Regions from separate parts of the Mus musculus genome. Here region 2 is linked to region 1. The links are chromatin contacts, called in public Hi-C maps. All regions are on one chromosome and are shown on one strand. Each heading gives the region's core, a stretch centred on a gene start, on an enhancer-like site or on the middle of the called end of the contact. The rest is flanking DNA. Distances are from core to core; before and after follow the strand shown.

Region 1 (4,184 bases), core at 661-3,160:
TGCATTTACTTCATTGTAATATGCCCAAAATCCTCACTAGAGAAGCAGGGGAGATAGGAAATGAGGAATAAATAAAGTGTGATGTATACCAGAGAGTTGTGGTTACTAAATAATCATGCATTGAACTACATCTTTTACATCACTCATGAAGGAATGCCCAGCTTAGTTGGGACACTTAAGCCTACAGTCTATAAGAGAAAGTATTTTTCATCAAATGTTATTTGTCATTCAGTTATTTCTATGTTGGGGTTTTACTACACTGCTAAGGCTGGCCTGTAACTCATGGTTTCCTCCTGTCTTAATATCCCAAGTAGCTCTGGGATTGCAGTCCCACTACATAGTAACCATAATCAAGGTGATGTTTATACTTTCAACTAATATTGTATAAGACTGTAAAAAGGTTCAAGGGCCATCTCCCTTTGACAAAAAGACTGAGGTCAACAGACAGGTCACTTGAGGTTTTGAGAACCCTTTACTTTTATACAGTGAATAATCCCCAGTTTGCTAAGCTTTTAATCTGGTCTTTATCTCTTTAGAGGTTTGTGATCGTCACAAATTGTTAATAATGCTCCATTTAATTTTCAAGGATTTCCTCACCATATGTGTCTTTTTGGAGGGTCATATAGAATTGTTTTCCCTGTATTAGATTATAAAACATAGATCAGACCTGGAGGTCTGGCATACTTGAAATGAGAAAAGTGATGTCACTTAATTAAAAGAATGAGTTTTCAAAACAAAAATAAAAGAACCCATTTATGTTATGCTAATTATTGAAATTTTATACCCAATGGAAAGATTATACTAAGGGAAAATTTTCTAGGCTAATTTACCTAAATTTCTTCAGATTTTCATATCACCAGACAACATATAACAAAACTTTAACCTAGTTTCAATGAGCTTGGTGTTTACACCATAAATCATTGAACTTACAAATTGACTTAAGAGTGTAACTTCACCCTTTATACATTAATCCCAGGACATTTCATAAATTGATGATCCCCACCAAACATTTCCTTTTACACATTTACCTGTAGCACTGTTGGACCATAGGGAGTAAATTTTAAACTTCCTGCATCTCATTCATAAGATTTCTCTAATTTATCTAGTTTCGGAACATCTTGTATTTTAGTTGAACTAATCCAGGCTGTGGGTGGAAAAACTGCATCTCTAAAGCTGAACGCTGTTCCCTATAGCAGGCAGCTGCTTTCATTGCGAATGATTCATTTAGAACAGTGGCAGCTTCCAGACTTCACACGCGACTTCCCCAAGTATGCTGAATTTAGCATGAGCCAGCCTGGTACTAAAACGCTCGAGCTCAAAGACATGTGGGTGAACTCTTATCTTCCTCTGCAGTCTTAATCCAACAGCTCATACAGCTACTTCTAATGATTAACTTGTATTTCTACTTGTAAATGCATCCTGATGGCATTTATAAGAGTCAAGTGGAGATGTGCCAATTTGGGAGCCATTCAAGGGTTCTTTTGTTTGTTTGTCTTTTGGTTTTGGTTTTGGGGTGTGTGTGTGTGTGTGTGTGTGTGTGTGTGTGTGTGTATAAGAGAGAGACAGAGACAGAGACAGAGACAGAGACAGACAGGGAGACAGAGAGATTATGTTTTAAATTTGTAGGTGGAATAAATGAATTTATATTAAATTATCTAGTGTGATTTCATTTCTTAGTCTTCAGCAAGAATATTGCTAGCAGTCATTAAACATTCATGATATATATTATTATATGGGTGTATCATATAACCAAGAAAACATTCTTCAGCTAAATGAGCTTCTGATTCATTTATTACCAAGGTCATTTATTTATAAGAAAGATCTTGCCAACTCACAACGCTGCCCTGAATGTGTGTGGTTAGCAAATCTCTCTAAGTGCATATTAAATTGCATTTCACAATGATGATGTCAGACAGCTGATGTTTCTGAATGATATCACGGGCACCTTTAAAAATCCTGTCGTGCTGAGCAGATCTAGGTACTGGTGACCATGCCGGGAACAGAAAATATCGGTGTTAAAGAGTGTCCTCTCTGACCACATGCTCTGTCACTTTATCTGATCGGACGCCATCTGCTCATCCGGCTGCCATTCTCTGGGATAACTGGGCTAAAGCCGAAAGCCATTAAAAATAGTCACACTGTCTCTTGTATTTTTAATTGACCGGGCAGCTCTATCCATGACTTTTCTCTCACTGACTGTTCGTCAAAATGGTATTGTGGCCTTGCTTTAAGAGTTAATGTTTGGTTCAAAGATGTCACGATGAGCACTTGCTCCGGGAAGAAAATCACCATTTAGCTCCTTAGACAAGCTGTCAAATGGTGAGCTTAGTGTGTACAGAAGCACAAGCCACAGTGAGAACTGCACAGTTTTACAGGTTAACAACATGGCTCTGGAGTCAGATTGCCAAGACAGGAATACCACCACCACCACCACCACCACAACCACCATCACCACCACCCCCTGCCAGCTCCACCTCTTGCCAGCCGCTTACACCTGGTAAGGAACCATAACGTGTTTCACCGTCGTCATCTGATAACAGCAATAGACTCTATCTCCTCAGCTTTTAGAGAAGATTCAGGGAGTTCATTTGCACAACAGATCAAAAACTGCTCATCAGTTAAGTCAAGGCCCCCAATAGAAATTGGGGGTATTATCAAAAATCATCTTGGACTGGTATTTTGAGATTCGTGAAAGGGCTTCGAGAAGTGAATATTGATTTTCATTTCTATGTGCGCGCGCTATGCAGAAAGGTTACAAGTGCATCCAGTTTCTCCTGTAGACTTCATTTTTTAATATATTCCAGTTTCATATTTTAAGAATGATCCATGTTGTGGCTTTCATCAGTGTTGTGTGCAGGGTTTTATTACTGTGTGTCATTTCCTAAAATCCTGTGAACCAAAATGTCGTTGACAAGCCTCCACAAAAACATTCCTACAGCTGCCCAGAAAGCAAACAAAACTTCCATTTTACGGATTCTACAAAATATAAACCAGCATTTCTGTAGGAGTAAACCAATAATCTAGAATCAGTGGAGTGCTTTCATTAGTGCTCCATTGAGTACTCTGGAGGTCTTTTGACTTTCATTCTTATGCAGACAATCAAATCCAGTTTATAATTAATACAAAGGGCTGTGCTTATGAAGGAAAAAAAGCCAAAAAAAAGAAAGAAAAAAAAAAGAAAAGAAAAAGTAAATATACTAGCTGTGGAAAGAGGTACTCATTTGCTTGATGGTGGTATATTTAACTCCGGCCTTTGGAAACTTGAGTTGGCAGGGCTCTTTCACCATTCCACCCACTGTCTAAGAACAGCAGATGCCCTATTCAGCAGCAACGAGGTCTGACTGGCTAGAATCATTGGAATGATTCCTTTGTGTTTCCTAGTTAGTTATTTCCTTCCTACATATTCTGTGTTTTCACTATTATGAAATGAACTAATTGGGAGAAAAATCTAATAAAACTGTAGGGAGACAAAACAATGAACAAATTTAGTATGCTGAATTCAAACCTAAATTTATAGAATTTAGAGATAACCAAGAGGACAATATATTTTCCTCAAACGTAAAGTCACTGAAATCCCAATATTGTTAGAAACATATTTTAGCATCTTTTATACATGATAATATAGTAGATTACCAATAATACCCTATAGATCTTTATCAAAGATATATATGACATATTTTTCTTAAACAGAATCTTCTAAGGCATAAGAAAAGTCACAGTGACTAGAATAACAATATGTCAGTTAAAGTGTATTTGCATAAAATATAGTCAATAGAATGTTTGATAATTATTCTCAGTTGGCTCAAATGATTCAGAGATATAAAAAAATCACTTAAATATCAGAATGGAGAACTCTGCAAATTATTTGTTCTTAAATTTCATGCAGTTCATGAAACATAGAACATACACACTCAAATAGTCGTCATGGAAGATCCCATGATAGAGTGACGTCAAGACAGAAAAACATGCAGCTTACCTCTTCCCACTGGTGTATGTATCTGATTAACCTTGAAAGGCGTAATAACCGCAAGAGACTGAGAATTTTTGTAAACCTCACGATACGAAGTGCTCTGGCTGTCTTGTAAACTTCTGAGTCCATCCCTTTCTCTACAATGAGAAAGATATAATCCACCGGGATCGATGAGATGAAGTCCACCACAAACCAGCTTTTTAAATAATTCATC
Region 2 (4,184 bases), core at 1,067-3,566, 280 kb before region 1:
TAACTATGTATACAAAATTTGAATTATTGCATTACAAAGAAAATTCAAGATTTCAAAAAACACTTTATTTTTAGGTAAAGTTTCTGATCTCTTTTAGTATTTGACTTTCTCACTGATGTCTGGTATGATTATATTAATGTCAGATGTTACTGATGAGTTACTAATATTGAATTCACAGAGGTATATCTGTTGCACGTCCTAGTTCTTTTGTAGGGTATACACTGTATAGCTCATCTATGGAAACATTTCATGTATACCATCTAAATATTAATGGATTATTCCTGTCTTTCTCATAACATAGCATTACCTTAAAATACTTTAAAAATACTTCTAGCATTTAAAATAGATAAGGACAGTTAAACACTTCAATGAGTTTGCTATACTTTGTAAAATCAGGTGACAAAATGCAATTTAAATGACTGACACTTTCTATTTCATTATCTAGAGTTTCACTATCCTAGTTGGCAATTTCACACTTCCAGACAAGAAAGTTCATGCATGAAGTGTTTCCATAAATAGAGGTAAAAAAAAAACACATTTGACTAGCATTCTTAAGATTAGAAAATGTAGATTGCTTTAGTAATAAGGGAGAGAGAGAGAGAGAGAGAGAGAGAGAGAGAGAGAGAGAGAGAGAGAGAGAGAGGCATTTATGTGTGAAGTGTCCTTGTTTTTTAATTGCTATAAATCAATAGCATTGCTAATAATTTTATATAATATACCTGGGATTTTAAGACAGGGATCTTAATGAATCTGTCAATACCAGCCTCTAAGCCCATCCATTTTTACTAATTTTTTTTTGTAGAAAATATGCAACATAATGAATTAAATCCCTCCTCATTTTCAATTGAATAATTATTTTGGAATGTAATTTAAAAAATATTCCCATGCTTATATTTCTTTCAATACTGATAATTAAGAAATCTTATATATTTTAAGTAATTTTTTAAATAACACACAAAAAAGAAAAGCTTTACAAAGAAATGAGACATCATGTAATTATATACACTGTATGTTATGTTTGCATCTAACTCATTGTGCATTTCTTCATTTTTTAATGTTGAAAATTTCAAAATCTTTTATTATGGTAAAATACTATTATATTTATAAAATTATTTAGCATCACACCTGGAACCTTAAGACTAGTTATTTAGAGAATATTGATTTCATAAAACTCTAGAATATCAGTTCATATATATTTGTGTGTGTGTTTATATGTGCATGTAGTGAAGTGAATATAATTTAAAAGATTGAAGCTGTATTTCAGTTGAAAATCCTTTAAGATTACTTATTCCTTCCACACAGCCCATCCTCGACTGTGCACATTGACTTAGGCTGTGTTTCAGTGCTACCACGTTTAGGTAAACACAATCAGGAGAATGCACACATTTTTCAGTTGACATGAGCATCAAATCAATGAACTCTTGGCAGTGTCCTCATGCATATATCTTGCTTTATATGACATTGGCCCTTTCGCATATTTAATGCTTAACACACAGGACATACTAGAAACCATGTACTGTTCTAAATGCTTTAGATATATTGAATTATCTAGTTCCTTGTGCAAACCTAATGTGGGGAGAATTACGATTAATCCAAATTTACAGATATGAAACTGAGTCTTGGAGACACCATCCTCCTCTTCTCTAAGACCCAGGCCCATGTTCATTATCCCGCTCCCTCTCAACATATTTTAAGAAACCTCAAAGCATAGCCATCTTTATTTATTTTACCTGACTTCTTGTGAAAAATGCTAGATGAGTGGCATAAACTCAACATCCTAAATAATGATAAAGATAAGGCACATTCTCTTTAAAAAAAATAACATGGACTTAAGTATAGTTAGGAATATTTTACATGTTTAGACACCTAAAATTAAAGAGTTGGCCAAGCACATTTACTCCCCCCGCAAATGTCATTCCAATGAATTGTTCAGCTTGAAGTCACCATAGGAGGTGTCTGACTTAATAATCTCATTTTACAGAATATAGTCTTGAGCTCTTGGACTTCAGACAAATTGCTCAGAGACATGCATTTAGTTCCTCCCCACGGCCCCGGGACTCGAGCCTGGCTCTGTGGATGCTGAGCATACAGCCACATCATGCTGCTTGGTAATCTTTTTATAGATTAGGTCCTAAATATAGACTTTGGTAATTTAATTTGGAATATCATGAGAGAGGAAGCATCAACCAATAAAATGTGCTGAAGCTCCTCCAACAGGTGACGCATATCGAATCAAGGTCAGCCGGTGATGCTGATGCAAGGTGAGAGCTATTTGGACCTTCCAATGTGCAGTGAGGTCTAAATCTAAGAGTTACATGTAAGGTGATCCATAATGAACTGCCTCCATCTATTGTCAGCACAGGTGGAAGGCCACACAGAAAAGAAGCCAGCCAGAGATGGAGTTGAAATGAGGGCACAGTGAGAAACCAGCCATCTGTCCACCAGCAGTGCAGCTCGGCAGGGCAGCAGCAGGGCCTTCCAAATGAGCCTACTCAAACAGCAGAGTTCTGAGTCAGGGCTTTAATCACAAGTAGTGCTTCCTTTATATATATACATATATATATATATATATATATATATATATATATATATATATGTGTGTGTGTGTGTGTGTGTGTGTGTGTGTATGTATGTATGTATATATCATATATATATATATATATATATATATATATATATATATATATATTCATGCAGTATATTCTGATCATGGTTGTCCCTCATCCAACCCCAACCTAGGTCCTCCCAACCTTCCCTCCCACCCAAAGCCACACCCTTTATTTCTCTTTTTTTGTTAGAAAACAAACAGGTGTCGAAAATAACAATAAAATAAAAACAAACAAGAATAGAATAAAACAAAGAAAATTAGCCAAAAAGAAAACCTAAGAAATACACATAGACATACTCTCTCCGTGTTTCTTTATGTACTTATGAGAGATCTCTGTAAGGATGTGTTAAACTGAAATACCACACAGTGTCAAAGACCTGAGCGTCTTGTATACCTGCATGACTCTGTACATTAAAATGTTCTTTTGAGAAAGACAAAGACTCTTTCATTGCTTCCAAATCTAAACTTTGTGTCTTGAAGGATGATTATTATTTCAACTATATTGAGGTTTGGTCTTGTTGTTAATTAAAATGCTAAGTGTAGGCTCCCAAGCCCTGGAATCTGGATGTAGACCTGTGTGACCCTAGCTTCAAATTTTTTCTGATTGGTAAATAAAGATGCTGACAGCCAATAGCTGAGCAGAAGAGATAGGTGGGGTTTAGGATTTCCAGCTTGGGGTTGGAGGAAAACAAGGAGGAAAGAAGTCTTTGGAGGAGGAGAGAGAAGCTGCCATGGCTTAGGTAAGCCATAAAAACATGGCCTTGAGGTCTGGCCAATTGGAGTTAAGAGAAGCTGAAATGAAACATAGTAAGTAATAACTTGGGGCTATCGATAGGAAAATCGATTCTAACAGCATAGAGGGTAAGTATCTGTCCAGTTCTTGTGCTGCTTATGGCTTATTGTAAATATAAAAGTTGTTTGTGTGTCTTCTGTCCAGGAACTAAATAATCAAAGAAAGAGTAGAAACCCCGGGCTGGGATTAAAATTTTTTTACAACACGACTCCCTTTGCTCTAGTAATTAAGGGTGGAATTTAAAAGGTAAGAGGGGGCAGTGGTATATTACAAGTAAAGTCTGGACCTGAGCTCTTCAGTGAAGCTGCTGGGCTTAAAGACTGTGTGGAAACTACCTTTGCAGATGCACATCTCTCCCTAACTTTCTCCCTCGGATTCCATAAACAGAGCGAAGCAGGATAATGTCTTTAACAAGATGTCACAACAGAATAATAGTTTTCATAACTTATTCAAAGAACTCCCAGTACTTTGCTAATGCTGGCTCATTAGTCACACCCAACTGTGGCAGATGATGAACGGATTTGTCGGGTAGCACAAGATTTTTATAAGCAAACCTATACTGAGACTCTGAAATTAGATTGGAGAGCCAAGGCATAGGGGTACAAAACAAGAATGGATCTAGAAGGAATCTTGCTGTTTTCCTTATTACTATCTTCCTCTACTTCAGCTGCTATAGCAACAGCCACATGCTGGGCAAAACATGTGCAACAGAAATGTAGTTCTAATAGGAGGCTGGAAGTCTGAGATCAAGATATCAACATGTTCAGATTATTCCAGTGGTCA

The links. A called contact is a pair of places that touch in the nucleus more often than the background predicts.
Region 2: a Hi-C map of cerebellum shows a contact between it and region 1, with 2.3 times the contacts expected there. The contact joins two enhancer-like sites. A contact is called at or near these places in 4 of 484 Hi-C or Micro-C datasets (brain, cerebellar granule neurons and cerebellum) and 1 of 115 datasets of contacts at active chromatin or transcription factors (embryonic hindbrain).

What each region holds. Positions count from the first base shown.
Region 1 is chr13:117,656,822-117,661,005 of GRCm38.p6, reverse strand. It overlaps Hcn1 (hyperpolarization activated cyclic nucleotide gated potassium channel 1), which reads right to left. Exons shown (of 8, transcript NM_010408.3): 2 at 3,977-4,184. Among named protein-coding and RNA genes, the nearest start is that of Hcn1, 57 kb to the right of the region's middle. Within about 2 kb of position 1,910, at least 27 of the 459 cell types and tissues checked have an H3K27ac peak or open chromatin away from gene starts, as enhancers often do. A contact at or near this core is called in cerebellum, where this site is marked.
Region 2 is chr13:117,938,938-117,943,121 of GRCm38.p6, reverse strand. All of the region lies in intron 6 of Hcn1 (hyperpolarization activated cyclic nucleotide gated potassium channel 1), which reads right to left. Among named protein-coding and RNA genes, the nearest start is that of Gm3474, 18 kb to the left of the region's middle. Within about 2 kb of position 2,316, at least 10 of the 459 cell types and tissues checked have an H3K27ac peak or open chromatin away from gene starts, as enhancers often do. A contact at or near this core is called in cerebellum, where this site is marked.